Regions from separate parts of the Siniperca chuatsi genome. Here region 1 is linked to region 2. A link is a contact called in public Hi-C data. All regions are on one chromosome and are shown on one strand. Each heading gives the region's core, a stretch centred on a gene start, on an enhancer-like site or on the middle of the called end of the contact. The rest is flanking DNA. Distances are from core to core; before and after follow the strand shown.

Region 1 (6,176 bases), core at 2,580-5,079, 45 kb after region 2:
TTTCCTCTGTACCCAAACAAATCAGATCCACAACATGACATGGTTGCACAAGCACAGCACAATGTTCAAATATGGATCTGGAAAACTCCATTTGTTATCATTCCTAACTTTGAATTTAGGCAAGTCACTGGTTGAAAAGGGACATACTGTATTTTATTAGTACATTCCTCACAAGGGGTTTATGTAGCATATTAGTATTGGGCTCACGCCTCATTTCATAACTCATTGAGTAAGCATTTGTAATTTCTTTATATATTTCTGTCACATTTTTTGTATCATGATTTCAAAATAAAACACAGAGACCAATCCAAATTTCAGTTTGAAAGCTGCCTGTAGACATATTTCTGCTGTACACATGCAATGGTTCTTCACAGCGAGTTGGATTTTTCAGACAGTAATATTTCTTCCATGTTCCGTTGCCCGTAGTTTAAAACCAAATGCACTGTAATCTGTCTGTGTGGAGCATTCATTTGAGCAGTATTATTTTTTGCAAATTTACAATTTATTTACTTTACTTGACTGTATTCAGAATCTGCCAACTGTTACAAATCATACAGTCTTTACACCCCACTCACAAGGTGATATTAAAGGTCAATTATCTTTAATCATTATCATGTAGATTTTTTTGTCTGTTTTTACATTTCTGAACACCTTCTAGTCAGACTACAAGGCTTTAGTGTGAAGTTTGCTATTAAACAAATTAATTTCCTTTTAAATCTGCGTAGCGTTGTGGACAGAATGAACTTGATATGGCATAACCTAAAATCCTAGAATCCTAAGGTTTACATCCTATGTGTTTGCCTTGTACAATATTTGAAACAATCTTTCTTAGATATGTCCACAATTAGGCTCCCTGTCATGTTACATAAGAAAAAGAAGTTGAATTTTTGTTATGAAGCAACTAATGCAAATCTGGTGTCTGAAAAGCATTTTAATCACTAGCTAGAAGTTTTTAGCCTGCATACACTGAATAAATGAGGTTGAAATTTTACCTGCAAAATCTAATAAAAATCATGTATTGTCTATATCTATATATCTACACAGCCCACATCTGTAGAAACTTTCACTTGTCACTTTTTCTAAAATTGAGTGTTAATCAGTATCATCATCAATTCAATTCAGCATTCAATTTAAAAAACTAATCAGACATTTGAAGTTGATTGTACTGAACCTATAAGAGTTTTACCCTAGTTTAATTCGCCTGCTTTTAATTTTCAATTCTGCTCATCAGTGAGATTTTGTTTTTTTGCATTGATATAACCGGTACAGCATAAGGAATTACACTGTAATTGTAACATGTCAAGTTGGCTTTTGTTGGTAAACAAATGCCAATAAAGTAATTTGTAAAGGTAAAAGTTGTAGTTTAATCTTAATTGCTCAGTCATGTGTCACAGAAGGAACCTTTTTTCCACAAAATCTTCATAGAAGTTGATGCATAAAATAAAATCATTTCATTAAATGTGCACTGGAAAAACATAACTTACCTTTGCAAAATAAGTCAAAACAGACTTACTGGCCTAGATGGGCACAGTTCCCAATGCATGCATTTTTGATATACTCTATGTATTTAATTACATTTGTGTATTTTGTAATTTGGATTTTTCAGATGTGAAGATGAAAAATAGACACCTCTGAGGATATTTTTGTATGATAAAATCTAGAAGTACTAGTCAAAGATAGCAGTTTTTGTTCAGAAAGAACAGCATTTTGAAAACAGTATTTTGTTGTAAACTAATTGAGCAGTTCACTGCTGTGACAGTAAGCTGATGGGACAAGCAACACGCGAAAGCCTGTGATAGGACCAATGAAAAGCCAGCCGCTACAGGAAATGCTGTTCATGGTATATTGCTATAGGCAGACAATACACCATGAATGGAAATTTTAAACCAGACTAAAACATTTTGCACAAAAATTAACATAATGTACTTCCTTGTGCAATTGTCCCAGATTACATTTTGGCATTCAGACGTGCATAGGGTTTTGCTTGTTCTCGGATACTTAGAAATTAGGGTTTGAAGATTTATTTTCACTATTTTGAAGTTCAAAGTAAATATATTTTAGTGATAAATATTTCTTTTTATTTTATTTTGATTTCTCTTATTGAATGAACATTTGTCATTTGTACCAAGATGCATTTTGATATACAGTATTCTTGCCCATTGCTGCGTATAGTTCTTGTGTCTGCCGTGAAATATAAAAATGCAGTTGTTGCTATTTTGGATACCTTTCTATGCCTTTGACAATAACTTTTATAATGCTACACTGTATGTTCTACCTGAAGCACCATGTATTGACAGCCTTCTTTTAAGAATCAAGTGTAATTTGAACTCAAGTGATCATGTGTGAAAAAGAAATGAATTTAAAGATGCTACTCAATATTTTGTCTTGAAGCAAAAAGGACTGAAACATAATTAATATTGTAAATTGACAGACAGTGCCTTGCCCAGGTTTTTCATCAGATCTTGCTGCTTCAATTTTTCCTTTCACCAAGGATAAAAAAATTAATAAAAGTCTAATTAAACTGTATTTTCTTGTCCTGACGGTTTCTGCATTTTACAGCTAATACTATTATACTACTGATTCTGATTCTGATGACTACCATTTCTGCAATAATTGAAGTATAAAACCAATTTCATTCATGTCGTGTCTCATATACTCCATATTTCTTAAGTTTAAATTTATCTTGACATGCAGTTCATTAATATGTTTACAGGGACTCCACATTATAGCAATTATACTCATCAGATCCACTTTTGGCCCTATGGTTAACAAGATTTAATCCAAGTCATCATCACACCTGCTGTTGTACTTCTAGTTGCAGTCTTGCAATGAGCCACATGGTGGCAGTTTACCCTCAGCCTGCAATGAGGGCTTCTTCACATCAGTGAACTATTGGTCAGTGATACCTGGATTGGCATAAATATAAAGGTCATGTTAATCGATAGTGAACATATCTGTATATAGTATGCTTAAACATTTAAAGAAATTTGACATTGAGGTTAATTGTTCTCTACTTTACCAAAACAACTTCTCATAATAGAATTTTAAAACTAGCAGGATCTCATTCACCAGATAATAAAACATGGCCATACAGGACCTCCAAAACCATCCAGACCCTCACTACGTATGGAAAATTGTTCTGCAAATTATTTTTCTGCAAACATTTTAAAACGGTAAACACTGAAATATCTCCCAGAGTTGATTTTTTTCCTCTGAAACTATTCTACTTGGAGTATTCAGGTCTAGACTCAAAACTCAAATATATAATAAACCCAGTGACTAACAGGCAAGCAAATAAAAAACTCTCTGTTTGATTTGTAGTTTAAAACCTATGAATCTGGGTGCAGATGCAGACAGCTTCTGCCTCTTATACTTAAACAGGAGCACATTTCCACAACCATAAGCGCCTGCCACCTGAGTGCAACAGCATTTAACATTTTATAACATTTTGTCATTAGTATGTTAAATGAAAAAGAACTGAAAATAATTGCAGTGTATGGACAGTACTTCCCTTTTCTACTTGTGGTAGCTAAATATTATACAACATTAATTCAATTATTCGTGGTAGCTAAATAAATACTTAAGTTAAGTTAAGGTATCAGCTATTTTTGCAATAGGAAATTCAGTTCATTCTTGTTGAACGACTTGATGAAAATCAACCATCTCTTTCTCAACACCAAAGGGAGGTGGTGTTGTTTCATCTCCAACTTCCTCTATATTTGTGGTATTAGTGTCCTGAAAATGGTGTTGAAATGGTTCACACTCTGAACTGCCACTTAGAGATAAGCTGCAATGAGCCTTACTGTATGAACAAAACTCATAGTATATACTTCAGTGTTTGGCATAGAAAAAGTCAGGATTACTAGCTTTCCTCGCTTCCTTGCTTCATTCTTCTTCAAGTTGTCAGATGGGAACTTTAACTACATCCCATTGTCCTTCAAGTCCTTTACTGTAATACTTTATTCTCAAAGTGTCAAATATCTTGTTCTAAATTTGACCAAACTAGAGTTTTGAAAATAGAGTATAATATTAAAATAATGTTCAATATGAATATAAATTGGGTCATAGCATTATTGTGCATTAGGGCATTCTGGGAACTCATGGCTGATCTGTAACAATGTAAAAGTTTTCACTGCCCTCTGCACATTCAAATCATGTGACCAACAATCCTTCATGCCAAAACAACCAAATAATTTGCTTGTCAGTGCCTTTCCAAACAAATCTTTAGAGGTGTTGGTAGGCAGATTTTGTTACCTTTGGACAGAGCCAGTCTAGCTGTTCCCCCTGTTTTTATAGTCTTCTAAGCTAAGCTAACCGACTGCTGGCTGTAGCTTTATATTTATCGTACAGACATGAGAGTCGTATCAATCCTCCCATCTATCTCTCTGCAAGAAAGTGAATAAGTGAAAAAAATGTTGAACTTTAAGTTGTTCCTTCAGCAAATCATTTGAGGGTTTCTGATCTGCCACCACTTCCTTAGGTATGTTAAGTTTGGGCAATTATAACGACATACTACGTTTTACTGATATTAGTTAACAGTTTTAACATGTTGTATTTGAACTGTGAGATATAATAAAAGTAGTGCTGCAATACAGCGTTAGAACAACTGAAAGTTATTCAACAAAATTTTGGCCCTTACATACATGAAAGACTAATACATCCTCTTAAGATTGTACTATGGTATACTATACAATACTATACTATACTACACTATACCATATTGTACTACACTATACCATATTGTACTATACTATACTATGCTATACTATATTATACTATACTACACTACACTACACTATACTATACTATACTATACTATACTATACTATACTACAATATACTATATTATACTATACTATACTACACTACACTACACTATACTATACTATACTATACTACACTATTATATACTACACTATACTATACTACACTATACTATATTATACTATACTACGCTACACTACACTACACTATACTATACTATACTATTCTATTCTATACTATACTACACTATGCTTCACTACACTATACTTTACTACACTATACTATATTATACTATTCTATACTATATATACTATACTATACAATATTACTACTACTATAGCCTACACCTTCCAGGAACATTCACTTCACTTTGCAGATGTAGATGATATGTACATTTGCATAGTTACTGCATGAGTCACAGGATGCTATATGTTGCAGACCTTAGCATTTAGTGAAGGTGGTTCACATACGGAACTGTATCAGGGTGCTGGTGCCTTCTTGATTGGCTGAGGATGGGGGTATTTAGAAAAGAATTATTGTAAAGTATTCATAGGACCTTCTAAAATGCATGGTGCATGGCTGCACTCACCACCATAGCTATGGTGGCAGTTGTTATCTAAGATCAAGTTCAGTTTAGGCCTTTTCCTCCTATTGGCTTCCCCAAGCCATCTGGGTTCATCACAGCCAGCTTTTTTCTTTCTTGTATCCCTGTAGACTTGATGTTTCCTCCCCTGCATGCTGCTGCAAAGAGATTGGTGGAACATTTTGATCAGTCTGGTACATACAGGCACATTGAAAAAGCTGAGCTTCCACAAGAACAACAGTCCACTCTGTAATCCAGTCTGAACAGTTTTTATACAGTATATTCAATTTTCAGTCACTTTGTGTATTAAGGAAGTGAATGTAGAGGGAAGTCCAGTGAGTGATTCATGGTACATTGGTCCAGAGTAACATGAGGAAGTTACACAGCACAGTGCATAGTACATTCTGGCTGTTACAAAAAAAGTGGGTAATGTTAAATAGTGGTGCAATAAAAAATGACAGGCTTTTACAGAGTGTTCCTTGGAAGTTTAGGAATCCAGACATTATAAAATCTTAGCAGGGACTAAGTGCTGGGTGGGCTGGTTACATAGGCTGACAAGAAGTTGTTGGGTGCTCTGTGTCAAAGTAAAGCAACGTTCCACACCATGGGAAGCCTTTTGGAACCGTTTTCTTTGCCCTGATCCTTGTAGCTTTCGTGCACAGGGGTGTAAACTGACAGATAGCCCACCAATCAGCTGTGTAGACTAAACACTGATGCTTTTCCTTGAAGCAGAAAGGAGCAGATGATGGCCATTGACGGCTATGTTCCAAAATTAAAGAAGAATACTACTGACATTGTTATTAATGTAGATAATAAATCAAGAATAGAG
Region 2 (7,007 bases), core at 3,101-5,600:
TCAGCCCACTAATGTGTAAACCTGGAGATCTTGTGCCACCTCCAATTCACCGGCATCTCAAGCCTCGCTTAAGGAGAGGTGAGACTCATAATAGCCCTGATTGGTTCTTGTAAAATTTTTGGCATTGTGTAGAAAACTGAGCTTTTATATCTACTTACGGGGGCTTCATGTTTTTGAGTATGTGGTCTTTGTTAAACTTTAAACAGGGTTTACAAATGTATAAAATGATTGACAATAATGACAATTCTGATCCTTATACACATGCTAATTCATGGGCGCTGATATGTCAGTACAGGATTCATGCAAATATCAGATGCACAGATTTTTTTCACACAATGGTCTTTACTATGCGTCACTGTTTGAAAGCTGGCTTTTCTGTGGCACATTAGAGAATTACAACCAATCCAACAACTTTGTCCTTTCTTGGTTCACAGCTCGACCCCCACCTCTTGACTTGAGAGGCCTCTCTACAATCACAGAATGTCCCACTCATCCTCCTTTGAGCAGAGCAATGACTGAATCATGGTGAGAGAAAAAAGTAACTTTATCCACAAAGTCTTTCCTTCACATGGTTATCTACAGTACCTAAACATGATTGATACATTTTTTTAAATTGCTATATTTTTGACCAAGGCAAGTTTATTTGTATAGCACCTTTCAACAACAAGTGCTTTATGTAGGACAGAAAGGCATTAAGAAAACATATAAAAGAAACATAAGGAAATATAAAAAAGAATATAAAAAAGATGTTAAAAGTCCTTTGACAGCATCATAAAACCTTACTATTTTTTGTTTTTATTGTGTAATTGCAGCTTTTCAGTGAACTGTTTACCTTTTGAAAGAAGACTTGAGAATGGGGACAATCCAAGAGTTGAAGACACAAACTGCACTGCAATGGTAAAATTTCTATTTACAGTCAGGACACATTTTAAACAATACATATGTAGTATATTTTAATTTTAAACATCTTGACATTATTGATATAATTAATCAGTAGCTCTGATGGTAATATACTTTTACTGTGTAGCTCATTAAGACAGCCCACCTTTTCACCTCCCTTTGTCATATTACTTGTATCAACATATGAATCATCCACTGTTCACTTGCAACTGGCCCTAAAAATTGTTAGTAAAATAAAAAAATTGAGTGGAACTTGATGGCGCTTTCCCCAACGAAATGTAAATCCATGTGTTATCATATTGTGACACTGCAAAACTGTCTTAATATCCATGATGTGGGCAGAAATCCTTAAATCCCTGTTAACTTTAATATCAACAGCATGTAGCCAAAACATTTTCTAGATAATTTTGGACCTCACTTTACTAGTTTTTCTTTTACAGAACACTAAAAAAGAACAAACTCTGACATTCTTATAACCGTAGGACCATTTGAGAGTGGTGAGAGAGAGGTGTGCACAAATCTATACACACACATAAGAATGTGGGTGTGGAAAGTGACTGAGTGCTTCTAAAATATTCTGCTCAGCAAATTGTAATTGCACTGGGGACCTTTCAGGATGTGAGAAGTTGTAACAGTGCGATGTTGTACAAGGCTGTTCCTGGAAATGGAAAATTATTTTCCTAGAATAAAGTTTTAAGAGAACCATATTAGTCATGTGTTGGTGAGCTGCGCTGTCCTGCAAAAACATGCTGGCAGGCATCAGGTGGATGCACACACAAGTAGCTTCCTATGATTTCCTAATCTCAATTTGAAAATGAACAATCTAAGGCAGTCTTAGGAACTGTACATATTTCAGATCTGTCAAACTGGGAACAGGGATGATTCAGGAAGGTCTTCATCTATTTCTTTCTCTGACAGGAGTCAATGCAACAGTTCTGTATCTCCTTTGATGGAGTGGTTCAACCCTGGGCGAGAAGATCAAACCTTGACTATTTGTCACTGGATTTCAATTCCGCATCCCCGTCGCCTGTGCAGAAGGTATGTTTTGATCAGATAAATGACACTGGCTTATTATTGTAGCCTACTGTATAGACAGTAACAGACTTCTTGATTTGTCTTAACTTGACAAGACTAACATTGTTGATGTAAATGTTCTATTGCTAGCACTTATTCTGTCACCCTTCCTACCTGCACCACTTAAATGCTACAAGCTATGGATGTTGCCGAGGCATCCTGGGAAACAAATGAAATCACTGTCTGAAGTGGAGAGAGAACACCTAAAACCACAGATTAGTCATCTTTGACATTGTAAAAGGAATTTTTTTAACCTTACCTCACACCCAGCAGGGGTGTATCATTACAATCACCACCAACTATTAGCTCCACTGACCCTTATTATTACTATTCAAATGACCAAATCAGTGCTCACTCTGAGGGTAAGAAACCCTATCAACAGTCTTTGAAGACTTGTTGCTTGTGATATGTTGAAGCAGTTGATGCAAGAATGCTACTATTATGGCACTGAAGAATTGAATGTTGTGCACAACATAACTTGTAATAAGAAATGCACGATCAAAGATATGATCCTAAAGATTTCTACAGTACACTAAACAGCATCAGTAGTTTAAATACATTAAGTGCAACATGAGTGTTTGTTCGCACAGGTATAGCAGTATCGTGTTCACTTTGGAATCTGTTTTTAAAACGTAACCACATCACATCACTGTCTCCTCATCGCTCCCTCTCCGTGTCTAGCAGAAGCCCTTTCTGTCTGATGAGTACAGAGTGGATTACGTGCAGGTGGATGAGAAGAAGACACAGGCACTGCAAAGCACCAAAATGGAGTGGACAGATGTCCGGCAGTCAAAAACATGAATGGAAAATACATGATGGAAAAAATCTTGGTTTCAAGAAGACCAACAATAACACCAGCACAGCGGACATACATGAAGAGGACCAAAAACAATTTAAAAGCACTTTGAAAAATAGTATTGAAATAAAAGCACAATAGTAAATAAGCAGTTAGGTGCTTGTTTGCAGGTTGGAAACACTGTACTTGCACTGTAAAAACGTATTTAACTCTCAGTAGATCTGTACTGTAAATAATACCAGACTGTGCACTGTATCACAATGATTTTTTACTGTAGCATAAAGTTTTACAAATTTTTGAAAGGACATCATATTGCTTCATTGTAAAAAAAAAATATTCTGTGAGACTAGCTGTAAATGTATGTATTGTAATTGTGACTGAAGAAGAATATTTTAATTATAAAATGTTTTTTTTAAATATTTCTCTTTCATAAAGGGTATCTCAAAAACCTATGCAGCATTCTTCAAGTGTTTCCAATGTTTCTATGCTACTGAAATAGCGGTCCATTAAACATTCAAAACTTCGAGAACAGCAAACTTTTGCTTTATAACTTTTACATCTGAGTCGAAATGTTGAAAAAAAAAGTGAAGGCTTTTATTTCAAGTGTGCAAGTGACACTGCTACTCTGCACCCTACCAAGAGGTATCTAAAAGATTCAGGCAGGATATTGAAGTGAACTGCTCCTTCTGTGACCTTCATATTGAAGATTTTTTTCACTTGGTACTATGATTATACCAAGAGATTCTGGAAACAAGTCATGGAAATTATTTCCTGTAGCCTATATCCACGCAAACATCCATAAGGTTTGAAAATGTTATCTTTGGTTACTGATTGTAAGACAGGGAACTCTTACTCTAACCTTATCCTGCTTCTAGCTAAATATTACATCCGTAACTATCAATCATCATTCTCTGTTTTCATGATCAATGTCAAAAATTATATTGAAATAATCCCCATTTCCTTTACATTTAATGTTTTCTCTCACATGTTTTATTTATTATGTTTTGGTTATTTATTTAATTATATTATGTCTTTTGTCTTGTGTGTGTGTCTTCCCACTGGCATGTTCTAATGTTTATGCTCTGATAAGTATAAATAAAGTTTATATTAAAAAAACTTTATAAAACCGTTTTCTTCAATTCACAGATGACACACCAATCATCAATTGTTTTCATTACACCTAAGCAGATAAAAAATATCTCACCTCATTAAGGTTCCCTTTCCCATGCAGACAAATGTGTAATACAATGTGTAAAGCATATAAATAAAACCATGAACCAAACAATTTATCTAGACAGATAAGTATAGATAGATAATAGATGTGTGGATAATATAATGATTTCAAAATTGTACAAATGGACATAAAGGTTAACCCAAGTCCTATGTTAGCAATAAGGGTATTTTGGAATGGATAGACATTGGTGAAGGAACTCTCCCTGCCTACTTTGTTTGGAAAAAATATATTTATAAAAACAATAGTGGCGTTAATTGTTTTTAAAATTAATGCAATTATGAGTTTTTTTCCGGATTGAATATTCTATTATTATTTTTATTTTATAAAACACTCGTTACACACATGTTGCGTCACTAGCATGCGCCGAGAGGAGTCTGAAGGAGATTTGGGAAAATTACCTGAGAAGTCGGGAGAGGAAGTCATCATCCAGCATTTAAACGCTGGGGGTTTTGTTAACATCTCAAGTAAAATCGGCATGCGTAGCTAAACTAGACACATTAATCCAATCCCTGTTGGTTTGCGTATATACACCATACTGTTTTGCTGCGATGTTATTTAACGTTATCCACCGCTAGCTACTGTCAGACTCACATTACAGCCACAAACACACCGGTGATTTGGGTTAACGTAGTTAGCAAACACCCCAGCTAGCTAACGGTAGCTGGAAACAAATGAAACCGTATCTGGTGTAAGCTACTCCGGGGCCCGAGTCGACCACAAGTCCGCTGCAGTAACCCAAAGTTAAAGCCGAGTTAGCGTTACCAGAAACCATGCATTGAGAGGTAACCTCGTCTCTTCCACCTCGCCGAGAAACCAACACGAGCTCCCTGCTGCGAGATTTTGGCTTTGGTTGGTAAGTTTGTTTACTTCATGACTCAGTTAGCTCCGTGGTTTGAATGTGCTAATGTGGCATTTTGTTTGGTTTACATGGAAACTACGGTCTCACATATATCTGTTAGCTACAGTCTATTATCTTTGCTAATGCTCTCTTTTAAAGTACATTTTTGGAGTATTTTCGACCCACCTGCCACCGATGGTCTTTATTGTGGCAGAGCAACTGTACAGCTGTGGCATAGTTACATCTCTAGCCTGTTGCTTTATCACCTGGGCTTTTATATCAAAATACAAGTCAAAATCTTACGGGTTTTGTTTTATATTTGATTAATGTTCAATCAGTCACTTCTGTAGGTAACTGTGTAGACTAAACATAGTTTTGCCTTAGTCTGTCTTTATTTTACTCTGGCATGCATGGAAGTTTAGATATAGCTTTGCAATACTATATGGTTGTATTTATTGGTGTAGTTTAGTTTTATTCTCCCACAAATACATAACATACTTGCAAAAATACACATTAAACATACACAGAAACAAAATAGGCCATAGCAGACCCTTGTACCAGGGAATACACCAGGGCCGGTGTACATGCAGTAGGTGCCAAGACAAAACAGTAAAATTTACTGTAAAATAAACAGTGAGGTAAGAAAGCAAGTAAGACAACAAGACACCACAGAGGCATAAAAACTTGAACTTGCAGTCAGAAACCTTTAATATATTGAAAATTCCTAATTGTTTGTATAGTCAACTCACATTCGGCTCTAACGTACACCTACCCCGCTAGACATGCCACCAGAGGTCTCTACACAGTTCCTAAATCTAGAACACCAGCAAAGCAACGCACAGTATTGTACTGAGCCATGGTTGCATGACTTCCAGCTCAGACTGCTAAGGGACACAATAAAGCAAGCTTTAAAAAACAAGTGAAGCAACACCTAATAGCCCTATGCCTGTAACCACATTTTGTACATTTTCTCTTTTTTTCATCATTGCAAGTCACCAGTGTCTGAAAGAGAGGAAAGGCACAAAGACAGACACACATGGCCACACAAAGCATAACACACACACTAGAACAAGCCATGCAGACACTGAGTTGTCATAGAGAGAAGAGTAGGGGAGACTCTGGCTCATGCAAATCCACTCTGACTGAGAATATGTTAAAAAATATGAAGTAGTAATTTGTTTTCTTTGTATATAGGGTTGAGTCATTTTAGCTGACAAAAGTGTGACTCTCATCTCCAATAGTAGGCTGAACTAATAGCAGGGAAGGGAAGAAAAAAAAAACGTGTCTTGTCATCTCATCATACACTAGTGGATGTCAAAAAAAGTAAAATAGGCTGATGGCCACAGTGATACAGATGACACCAGTTAGTATTATAAATTCCACCCCCCTAATGGAAATAAGTTTAAAAATGTGTTTGTTTCATATCAATGTGGTCAATGTTGAATTTGAGTTGATCATTGATTTTGGTCTCAACTTTCTCAATTCAGGGCTCATATCAGATGGAGGACAAATTCACTGCAGTTATCCTACCAGCTGATTTAGAAAATTCAGCTACTATGCCTTCTGTTGGACTGCTTTTGTAAACGTGGTAGCCATGGCTTCTCGCAAGGTGGATGAGCTGCCAAGTGACACCAAGGATTTAGCTTCGGTCTCCAAACAGCTTTCCCGATGCGGCCCTGATGACATCACGGAAGAGCTTCAGTCGGATACGATGAATGCTACGGTGAAATCCCAGAAATCTGGAAGATTTAGGAGGACTGCCCTGACATTTTTTGGAGTTCGTAAAAGTATCTGTCTTTTACCTAGTTTTTTTGGAGGAAGGAGTAAAAATCAGAACAAGTGGTCTTCTAAGAAAGGAATCACCAAAAGCAGAACACACGATGGGCTGAGTAAGGTTAGTCATGATGACAATCTGAGAAGTGGCTACACCTCAGTTGGAGATTTTGAGTACCACAGCCAGAGGGACTCTGCTGGAGAGCTCCACAGTAGCTGCCGCAATGAATGTCGTCACCCCACTGCTGACCAGAAATCACTGACTCTCACCCGGCAGAAAAAGGGTTTGAGGGGTCTTTTTCACAGCTTGAAGCATCACAGAAACCATAGAAATGGTGGATTGGATAAAACTGAAATGATTGCAATGTCCTCTCGTCACTGCAAGAAAGAGG

What was found. Hi-C and Micro-C count contacts between places; a contact is called where the count stands out from the background.
Region 1: a contact with region 2 is called in a Hi-C map of an unstated tissue, with 2.2 times the contacts expected there. The contact joins the enhancer-like site here to the promoter of amer1 in region 2. A contact is called at or near these places in 2 of 3 Hi-C or Micro-C datasets (skeletal muscle and an unstated tissue).

The regions. Positions count from the first base shown.
Region 1 is chrLG14:9,740,917-9,747,092 of ASM2008510v1, forward strand. msna (moesin a) reads left to right here. Exons shown (of 13, transcript XM_044223556.1): 13 at 1-2,526. Among protein-coding and RNA genes, the nearest start is that of LOC122888706, 4.9 kb to the right of the region's middle. Within about 2 kb of position 3,830, the one cell type or tissue checked has an H3K27ac peak away from gene starts, as active enhancers do.
Region 2 is chrLG14:9,695,080-9,702,086 of ASM2008510v1, forward strand. It overlaps amer1 (APC membrane recruitment protein 1), which reads left to right and starts at 4,351. Exons shown (of 2, transcript XM_044223547.1): 1 at 4,351-4,853; 2 at 6,330-7,007. The coding sequence starts at 6,437. It overlaps gab3 (GRB2-associated-binding protein 3), which reads left to right. Exons shown (of 10, transcript XM_044223554.1): 6 at 1-78; 7 at 435-525; 8 at 813-897; 9 at 1,819-1,938; 10 at 2,656-3,887. The coding sequence ends at 2,775.